Linked DNA regions of Mustela erminea: region 2 is linked to region 1. Evidence: chromatin contacts called from public Hi-C data. All regions are on one chromosome and are shown on one strand. Each heading gives the region's core, a stretch centred on a gene start, on an enhancer-like site or on the middle of the called end of the contact. The rest is flanking DNA. Distances are from core to core; before and after follow the strand shown.

Region 1 (5,219 bases), core at 1,807-4,306:
ATATACATACAGCATCCCCACACACCCATCACCTTCTGTTTTCTGTTCTCCCAATATATACCCCAAAGCCCTGTCACTCCAGAGTAACTCCAACCCCCTCTGACCTCCCAGTTCTCCAGTGCACCCCAATCTTTCAACATCATCACTCCAAACATAGCATGGTACTCTGCCCCTCAGAGCTCCCTGTCATCCCAGTCCCCATTCTCCAGTGCCTTGCTACTCTGGACATCCTAACATGTCTACTATCCACACTCCAATCCACACCTGAATCCCCTTTCATGCCTCCACCCACCTGGCCAGCCTACCTTGGATGTTAGGTCTCGGTGGAATACACCTTTGGCATGCAGGTACCGCAGGCCCCGGGCAATGTCCAGAGCCAGGTGGAGCCTGACTGGCCAGGACAGGGGTTCTGGGGAGCTGAGCAGCTGTTCCAGGGTCCCCCCATTCATATACTGAGGTATAGGGGGAGAAGGGGAATCAACATCAAGGTTTCCGCCGGTACTCTACGTCTCCCACTTATAGGCCAGGGGACACTAAGAAGGATCACAAAGGTCAGAACGGGGAGTCTGTGCTCTAGAGTCTCCCACTCACGTTCTAGGGCTGTCCTTCCAAGTCATGTGCAACTATTTAAATTATTAAGTTTAAATAAAATTAAACATTTAGTTCCTCAGTCATATTTCTACTGGTCATATTTCTACTGCTCCCTAGCCACATGTAGCTGCAGAACATTTCCATCACTGCAGAAAGTTCTACTGGACAGTACTTGTTAAAGCGCATCTAGAAAATGTGACCAATGGAGGAATTTTATTTGTGGTTAGCCCAAAGGGAAGTTCAGGGAAGCCTCTCATGGGAGGGGGTCCTGCTGCCTTTCATTATTCCTTAGCAAATGCACCGGGCGCTGACACTCTCTCCCTTTGGTGGTGGTGGGGGTCCCCTTTCCTGGCCCATCCTCACCTCTGTAAGAGCGTGCAGCTGCCCCTGGTGCACACAGACCCCCATGAACCTGGAAGAAGATGAAGAAGATAGGAGGATAGGCTTTAAGAGTCCAGGCCCCTCTGCAGTTCCCACTTTTCCCGCGGGATCTTTCCTTTTCTCCCAGCAAGCTTCTCAGCAAGCGGCTGGGGCCGCTCACCTTAGGATGTTGGGGTGTCGGAGCCGGTTCATCAGCTGCACCTCCCGTAGCGTGTTTCCCCGGTTACTGGGGAGTCTGTTCATTTTCAGCACCATGACTTGCCCTGACTGTCGGTGCCTAACCTGGGGGCGGCATAGGCTGGCGAGTCCCGGGCAGATCCGCCAGGTCGCGCGGGTCGTCCGGGTCTGGGCCCCTTAGCTCCAGCCTCGCGTCTATGGCTCGGTCCCGCCCATCTGCCCTCTCTGATGATCCTACCTTGTAGACCTCAGAGAAGAAGCCGGCCCCGATCTTCTCCGCGCAGTGGAAATCGTCCACGCGCGCCAGGCTGGAGACGGCGCTGCGGAGAGCCCGGTAGGAGGAGGGGCGGCCCCGGCCCGGGCCTCCACCCGTACTCCCCGGTCCCGGGGGCCCCTCCCCCGGCGCTTCTCCCGGCCCTGGCCCAGGGCCCCGCAGTGGGGGCCGTTCCCCGGCCATGGCCGGGCCCCCAGCCCGGGCCTGCCTCACATGGCAGGGTCCCCGGGGCCCGGGCAGGCCGCGCTTGCCATGGGCGTGCGCCGAGCCCGATCCGGGACGCCGGAGCTCCCGCTCCCGCCCTGGAGAATGGAAGATCCGCGGCAGGTCTTGGGCCCGCCCCCGCCGCGCCGGTTTGCAGGGCCCGGGTAGACGCCGCTCCGCTTCGCTCTGCGCAGGGCCTGGGCCTGGGCCTGGGCCGGGCGGTGGCGGTGGCTCTCCTGGGCGCCGGCGGGCAGGCGGGCGGGCTCCCCGCAGGCGGAGGCGGGCTGGCGGGCGGGCGGGCGGGCTGGCGACCGCTGCTCCGCTTCGCCGCTGGGGCTCAGGCTCCGCGGCCTGCCGGGGGCGGGGCTGAGCCGGGCCTCCGCTTAACTCCTTCCAGCCCGGCCCACGGGCAGCGGCCACGCCCCCTCAGGTACGCAACCCCCAACCGGTGGCCGAGACACCAGAGGCGAGTGGGTCCGGGACGTCGGGACCAAATAAGTTCAGGCCCGAGCTGAATAACTGAAGGAAATTATGGGCTGATTGTGCGTACGCGCAGCTCAAACGTCTTTTAGCTGCCCTGGGAGTCCTTTCTCTCCTCCCACCCTCAGGCCACTGTCTGAGGAAAGCCGGGCTCAGGAAGCCGCCGGATTCCTGGACTCCGACGGCCAGCAGGGCAGAAAAGTAGACCCTTCCCGGCCAGCCACAATCGGAGGTAGCCCAGCAACCCGCCTACCTGCCTGGCCTCCGCTCTGGCCCAGCCTGCCCATTTCCCAGGTCTCGACCCCAACACCTCTGGATTCCCTGACACTTTCCCCTTCTCGGGCGGTGGTGATGCCTCAGGCCTATATAGTGAGCCCGCGGCCCTCCTGTCCCTGGTGTGGCCCCACACCTCCTTATTCCATCCCGCCTCCCTCGAATAAAGTTCTAAAGAAGAAAGGTGTATCCGCCCGGTGACCACCCAGCCTGAACCTTCCTCTTACTCTTTCCTCCAAACGGCCCTATCCCTCTGCAGAGAAGCCTCCACCTGCCCGGAAGCCCCGCCTTCCGTGGGATTCCGCCCCCTCGGCAAAAACCCGCCCCTCCGGGAGACTTCCCTTCGGAGACCCCTCTCCTCCTTAGTGAGACCCTCCCTTCAGAGGGACCGTTCCTCAATACGATTCTGCCACCGTCAGTGTGTGCCAGAACCCCTCAGTGCGACACCCTTCTGTCTGTTCCTCCCACACAATGAGAGACCCCACCTCTCGGAGTGACTCCACGGGTCATTGTGACCCCGCCTTTCAACGTGACTCCTCCCCTCAGTGTGGCCCAGCCCTTATCTGTGTGACCCCTCTCAGGAGGTTCCGCTCTCCGCCTGGTAGGAATCCGGTCTGCCCCCTCAGGCTGGAGGAGGAGCTGCAGCTGGTCTTTTTTTTTTTTAAGGGGGCGCTGGGCCCTGAATGCGCGCGCGCTGCGCACAGCCGTCCCAAACGCTTCCGGTTCTCCGCTGGCGAACTAGCCAATTATTGCCAGGGATGAGTGACGTCTCTGGATCCGACGGACGCCTACCGGGCAAGCTGTTATGGGCGGCACTGAGCAGCTTGCCACCTAGCGGCGGAATGGAGGGCGGCGGGAGTGGGCGCTGCAAGTCTCCGGAACCAAAAGCGCTGGGACAGAGCTTGAGGGAGCAAGTCTGAATTCTTATCAAAAATTCTCACTCAAGGGGCGCCTGGGTGGCTGAGTGGGTTGGGCCACTGCCTTTGGCTCAGGTCGTGGGATCGGGCCCCGCATCGGGCTCTCTGCTGAGCGGGGAGTGAGCTTCCTCCTCTTTCTCTGCCTGCCTCTCTGCCTATTTGTGATCTCCTGTCTGTCAAATAAATAAATAAAATCTTAAAAAAAAAATTCTCACTCAAGGCTGAATTCTTTTAAAAAATTCTCAAGTACTCCATGTCTATTTTTGTGGTAAGATGGAAAGGAAATTTATACAAGCCCAGTCCGCATCCGTGTGGGTGCTCGCCTTCTGACAAGAATCCTGTTTATGAGAGTTGGAGCCGAGTTCTATTTAATTGTCCAATTATATTGAGTAGAGAAAACAGTCTTAGATTACAAACGGTGCCCCAGGGTGGAGAGAAGGCTAGAGGCTGTGCCCATGCCCTGTGCAACTGAAGGTTTCTCACAGGTTTGGAGAGAGAATGGGCAAGATTCATGGTCGTTCTAGAGCCCGTGGAGCCAGGCCAGTCTTGAGAACAACCTATGCCTGGACTTTGTGCCTCATACTCATTCTTCCAGAGACCGTTCGGTCTCAGCAAAACAAACTCATTCATTATCTTAATGTTAGCATCCACAACTACTTAATTTGTAAGTTTGGTTTCTATAGCTGTTTGAGATCTATAAACACTAGCACTTTATGCTTCATTTTGTTAAAATAGTATTATAATAATTTAATTCACTTGTATCTTTATCTAAATTTGAAAGTTACTGTTGTTGGTGGTAATAACTCTAAGCAGAGGAGCCGGGATCCTGTTCTAGAAAGATCATTGTGGTGGTTGTATGGAAGCAACGAGACTTGCCAATGCTGGAGTCAGGAGAGGATGAGAGACTGAACTAGGATAGGGATAATAGGGAAGGAGAGGAGGAAACAGTCAACTAATATTGGAAAACTTGCTGATTGATTTAGTATCCAGAGTCAGTTCAGGGTAAAGAAGGAGCAACAGCCAGTACTTTTTTTTTTTTTTTTTAAGACTGTAATTTTTTATTTGAGAGAGAGAGAGAATACGGTTAGGGGTGGGCAGAGGTGGTGGGGAAAACCTGATGCAGGGGCTCCAGCCCAGTGACCTGAGCGGAAGGCAGATGCTTAACCAACTGAGCCAGCCAGGCAGGCACTCTGGCCAAGATCATTTTTATGTTTGTAGCTTAGATGACTGTATGATATCAACTGGGATAAAGAACCCAGAAGGAGAAAAGGTTGGGTGGGGGAAGACAGATGATTGCCATAAGGAAAGGGGTGATGATAAAGGAAACTTTGAAGGCAGATGCCATCATCCAAGTAGGGTGTATAGAGGAGAAATGGGCTGGCAAGAATCCTGGGGAACACCAACATTAAAAGGGAGGGTGGGTGGCTCAGTCAGGTGTCTGCTTTCAGCTTAGGTCATGATCCCAGGGTCCTGGTATCAAGCCCTGTATCAGGCTTAACAGGGAGTCTTTTTTTCCCCTCTCCCTCTGCCCCTCAGCCTACTTGTGTGCTTTCTCTCTCTGAAATAAATTATATATATATATATATATATAATGGATAGATGAAGAGATGGATATATATATAATATATACATATATATTATATATATAAATGGTGGATAGATGAAGAGAATTTCATGAAGGAGACTGAAAAGAAACAAGGTGAAAGATAGGAAGAGAATCTAGAGAGGCTGGTGCTAAGGAATGGGGAATTTAGGGAAAGTGGAATAATGAATAGCATTAAATGTATTGAATAGTATTAAATGTAGAGGGATCTGCTAAGATAAATTTGTTTTAAAATGTTATTTATTTATTTGACAGACAGAGATCACAAGTAGGCAGAGAGAGAGGAGGAAGCAGGCTCCCTGCTGAGCAGAGGGCCGGA
Region 2 (5,219 bases), core at 1,992-4,491, 460 kb after region 1:
AAAAATAAATACCAGTTTGGAATAGTGGTTACTTCTGAAGAGAGAACATGAGGAGCAAGTGAGAGAATGGAATGAGATTAGGAAGGAGTACATAAAATCTCAACCTATCTGAAATATTAGTTTCTTTAAGAGAGAATTCAAAGCAAATGTGGTAAAATATTAAGACTTAATGAAGTTCTGTGAGAAAAATGTGGATGTTTGTTATAGTATTCTTTATAACTTTCTCTGTGCTTAAAATATTTCATAAAGAAATCTTTTTGGGGGGCGCCTGGGCTGCTCAGTCATTAAGCATCTGCCTTCAGCTTAGGTCATGATCCTAGTAGGATCGAGTCCCTCAGGAAGCCTGTTTCTCCCTCTCCTACTCCCCCTGCTTGCGTTCCCTCTCTCACTGTGCCTCTCTCTGTCAAATAAATAAATAAAATGTTAAAAAAAGAAATTTTTATTTATTTTCTTTAATTTAATTTTTTAAAAGATTTTATTTATTCACTTGAGAGAGATTTATTTTTTTTAAAGATTTTTATTTATTTATTTGACACAGAGAGATCACAAGTAGGCAGAGAGGCAGGCACAGAGAGAGAGAGGAGGAAGCAGGCTCCCTGCTGAGCAGAGAGCCCGATGCGGGACTCGATCCCAGGACCCTGAGATCATGACCTGAGCCGAAGGCAGCAGCTTAACCCACTGAGCCACCCAGGCGCCCTTGAGAGAGATTTAAAGTAAAAACCTGTAATATGAGTAAACAGTATAATGCCAATACTGTGTATATAAACATACCACATACACATACACGCATGCACACACACACACACACATACAGATTGACATGATATGATGTGATGAAACTGGACTTTTGTGTGTGTGTGTGTGTGTGTGTGTGTGTGTGTGTGTATGTGTGTGTGAGCAGCAAAGCAAGATTTATTGAGTGACAGCAAAGTTATAGCACAAAGCTCCTGAGGAGGGCAGGAACCTGAGAGGGTTGCCACTAGAACTTCTAAATCTAGGGGTTTTTATGGTCTTGTTAGTGGGCTGTTTTAATCTGATTAAACTTTCCTGAACCTGTCATCCCATCAGGTTTTTGTCACCGATCTACCACAGGGAAAGGGTGGAGGGCTCCTTGCAGGGTAGTGTAAAATAGGTGGTTTCCTCTTAGGGCAGGAGCCCCCGTTCCAGCTTGCCTGCCTTCCAACTATCCCTCATCATTCCCTGCCTCTGAAGAGGTAACCCTAACTCCTGTTAGGGAAAAAGGGTGAAAACTAATGGTAGCTACTTCCTGCTGATCAGGAGCTTTGGACCAGGCAGCAGTCACTTTAAATCAGGAGTCATTAAATCAGGAGTCATCCTTTCCTGAACCCATAACCTCAGTCTTATCATGAGAAACACATCAGACAAATCCCACTGAAAGACATTCTATAAAATATCAAATGGCAGGGGTCCTGGGTGGCTTGGTGGGTTGTGCCTCTGCCTTTGGCTCAGGTCATGATCCTAGGAATCCTGGGATCAAGCCCCAAATCGGGCTTTCTGCTCTGCGGGAAGCCTGCTTCCTTCCTCCTCTCTCTCTCTGCTTCCCTCTCTGCCTACTTGTGATCTCTGCCTGTCAAATAAATAAATAAAATTTTTTAAAAAATCTAATGGTAAAACCATCAAGGTCATCAAAAACCAGGAAGTCTGAGAAAATGTCGCAGCCAAAGAAAAGTTTAAGGAGACATGACAACCAAATGCAATTTGAGATCCTGGATAGGATCCTGGAACAGAGAAAAGGTGTAAAGAAGAACTAAGAAAGGGAGGGGTGTCTGGGTTGCTCAGTGGGTTAAGCCTCTGTCTTCAGCTCAGATCATGATCTCAGGGTCCTGGGATCACACCCAGCATCAGGCTCTCTGCTCAGCAGGGGGCCTGCTTCCTCTCTCTCTGCCTACTTGTGATCTCTGTCAAATAAATAAATAAAATCTTTAAAAAAAAAGAAGAAGAACTAAGGAAATCTGAATGAGGTATGTACTTTAATTAATGATAATGTATCAATATTGGTTAATTAATTATAACAGATGAACCATAGTAATTTAAATGTTAATAAGAGAAATTGGGTGGTGTACAACGGAAACTCTGAATCGCCTTCATAAATGGTCTATACATCTAAAATTGTTCTAAAATTAATTAAGTTTATTTTTTTAAGTCAAGTAATTTAGTCAAATTCATACAGGTAGTAAATACCCAAACCTAAAGTTCAAAGGCCAACACAAATGATTACAAACCCTATGGTTTTTCCACTACCCCAAACCCTTCCAATTTTACTGTCTGTAGAATTATCGAGGTACTTATATGACAACCTAAACAAGTTCCTTTAGGACAGAGAAAAAATCCTTTTTTTTCTTTGCATACAATTGGTGTTTAGTAAATTATCTTAAGCTAACTACTCACAGAAAGTCCCAGAAACCTAAAGAATCTGCCACTTTCAGAGAACTTCACCAGGTTTGACCGACAGTCTATACCGCCTGCTCTACCGAGAGCCGCGATAGGCCCTGGGCTCTGGGCCCTTCAGTTCTGCAAGGGTCCTGTGCTGCCATCTACAGGTACCTGATACGCGTGGACTTCCCTCTGCTATATCTCGGGAACTAGTAGGGCGAGTGTAAATAGGAGAGAAAACTCAAGCGCTAATTAAATTACAGAACATATGTAACTGTCACATAGGTCATTTGACACTTGTACAAAGCAAGGGCCCTGCTTCTCTCCGGCGATTGCAGACTCTTCCAACTTCGTATTAACACTTAAGCTCCTAAAATTCACAGAATTCCTTTCTGACCCACCTTCTCATAGGTACAGATCTGGCTGTTACTGCCCATCTCCCAGAACTCAGATTCTCCCGTACGGCGTAGGCTGTAGACACTTGCTCAACCTCACAGACTTGAGACACCACCAACCAGATTCTCCCATCTTTACAGACTCCTGAAACTCCTTGCACTACCTTGCAAACCCCAAAGACCTCCCCCATTAAAGCAAATGCGTGCGCTAACCCAGACGTCCCCAGAAAAAGGCTCAAGTTCCGCAGGCAGCTCACACTAACGCGAAAGCCCGGGAGAGCCCCAGTCAGGCTCGGTACCCTCTGGCTAGCGCTTTGATGCCAGCTCCCGCTCCCCCACCCCCAGTCCGATCCGGCCAGCCGAGGCCCGCACCCTGAGGGCCAAGGCCCCGCCCCTCTAGACCTGTCATCACAGAAGCCGCACGTGGCCGGGGTGGGACCTCGGGCGACCTGCAGCCATCACTTTGTCTCCCCCGCCATCCATTGGGGCCGCCGCCGCCAATCAGAGCCAGCGGATCCGGGCTGGAGCTCTAGCGCCCGGGTGAGGCGGGCGGGCGAAGGGGCGGGGGTAGGAGGGTCTCTGAGACCGACCAGGGCTCGCGGTGGAAGAGGGCCTGGCTTGGGTTTTGCCAGGCTGGAATCCGAGGGGCGGGTCCCCGCGAAAGGCTGAGGAACCAGAAGAGGGCGGGGATCAGGGAAGGGGCTAGTGACAGGCGGATGTTCCTGGGGAGACGCATTGGAGAGAAGGGGCGGAGCCATGGGGCGGAGCCTTGTTACAGGGGAGGAGCCAAAGGAATTAAAGAAACTAGCAAAGGGGACGAGCCCGGAGAAGGTGGGAGGTGGGACAAGGGAGGGGGTGGGCCTGGGCGTTGCGGGGGCGGGGCTCGGACAGAAGGGGTGAGGTTTGCAGGCCGAGGTTGCTGCTAGGGCCTCTCTGTAACTGCCCCAACCCACTACCTCCTCAGGTGCAACGGGACTCACGGAACTACAGGTGTGGGGTGGGGTGCGCGTGGAAGGAGGGACAAGGATGGGGGTGCGCTTGGGCAAACAGGAGGTGGGGGGCACGTTAGAAAAGGAGAGAATCTGAGGACTGCTGTGGGGGGGGAGGAAGACAGAGTTGGGGGAGGACTTGGGGGCTCAATGTGTGGGTAAGCAGGTGCATTCTCCAGGGGCCTTTGTGGGGGAGAGACCGGAGTGTTTTGCCGAGGTTGTAGGTACAGTGTGAGGGGGCTAGGACGCTGTCTGATGTGGAGGGTTGGAGGCTGGCTATACTTGAGGGGGAGGGGATCTAAAGTTGCTTTGGGGAAAGCAGGTGCCCTGTGATGGAGAAGAGCTGGTGGTCCAGAGTGTGGGAGAAACGGAGGGACAGAGGGACTGTGCACAGAAAGAAGGGATGGGGTTGTGGGCACTGTGTGAGGGGAAGAGTTGTAGGCCCCAACTGAGTGGGGAAGAACCACTAGTCCTTTGAGAAAGTCCTGGGGCTTTGTAGAGACTCAGGAAGAGGCTTGTGTACTGTGTTCTAGGAATGGTATGATGGAATTGGTGGGGTAAAGAAGCCAGTCCCTAGTGCTCCTGGCTCCTTGGCTCGTTGGCTCCTAATAACACCTTCAGGCTACCACTCTTAGGGAGGGAGGATCAGGCCCCACTTGCTACTAGGTCTTCTGTGACTGTCTCCTCAGTTGGCTTTGGATCTGCCTGGGTGAGACTGGAGTTTCTTCCCCCAGCTGGTGTTCCTGTTAACCCCCATTCTAGTTCCTGTTCCTCCCAGAAGCCTGCCTTGGTCCCTGTCTTCCCCCTCCCCCACTTTGCCCTGCCCTATGCTCTGGGTGTGCTCATTTCCCACTTCCTTCCTCGCCCTGGGGCCTGGCCTGGGACTTGCCCGTCCAGGAGCTGTGCCCTGCCCGGAACTTTGTGCTCAATGGCCACAGACCCTAGTTACCAGGAGCAAGGCCCAGACCCCACCCCACTCCTACCAATATGTCTTCCAACAGCCTCCACAAGTGACTGGCTGCCACTTTTTCACCACTTGCCACAAACTTACTTTCCCCACCCTTTTCCTTCTCCTGGGGGGGAACCCTAGGACCTAAAACCTAAAAACCCTAGGACCTTCTTTGGGAAGGCTGAAAATTACATATATCTTGGATATATGTTTTGAGAGATGGGCTACTATGGCAGGCCGAACTCCAGAAGGGATATGAGGTTCCAGCCTTAGCTGGAAGAGGAAAAGAGAATGACTCCCACACTCCTGGCTTGGAAGCTGATGGTCAGAATGGAGACGAGGGCTTAGACCTCCAGGGAGCCCCTCAGGTTTCCTGAGGAGCCTTGATATAGTGCCAAAGTTCTATTTGCCCCTGGGCTATCTGGGAGAGGGTGAAAAAGGCCAGCCTTCCCCACTGTGGCTGAATGTGTGTGACAGTGTTACTGAAAGGGG

Evidence for each region. Hi-C and Micro-C count contacts between places; a contact is called where the count stands out from the background.
Region 2: a contact with region 1 is called in a Hi-C map of skeletal muscle, with 11 times the contacts expected there. The contact joins the promoter of FAM214B here to the promoter of TESK1 in region 1. A contact is called at or near these places in 2 of 3 Hi-C or Micro-C datasets (skeletal muscle and spleen).

What each region holds. Positions count from the first base shown.
Region 1 is chr12:35,813,838-35,819,056 of mMusErm1.Pri, forward strand. It overlaps TESK1 (dual specificity testis-specific protein kinase 1), which reads right to left and starts at 3,057. Exons shown (of 10, transcript XM_032307378.1): 1 at 1,388-3,057; 2 at 1,133-1,254; 3 at 955-1,003; 4 at 306-452. The coding sequence starts at 1,606.
Region 2 is chr12:36,278,134-36,283,352 of mMusErm1.Pri, forward strand. It overlaps FAM214B (protein FAM214B), which reads left to right and starts at 3,242. Exons shown (of 9, transcript XM_032308041.1): 1 at 3,242-3,329.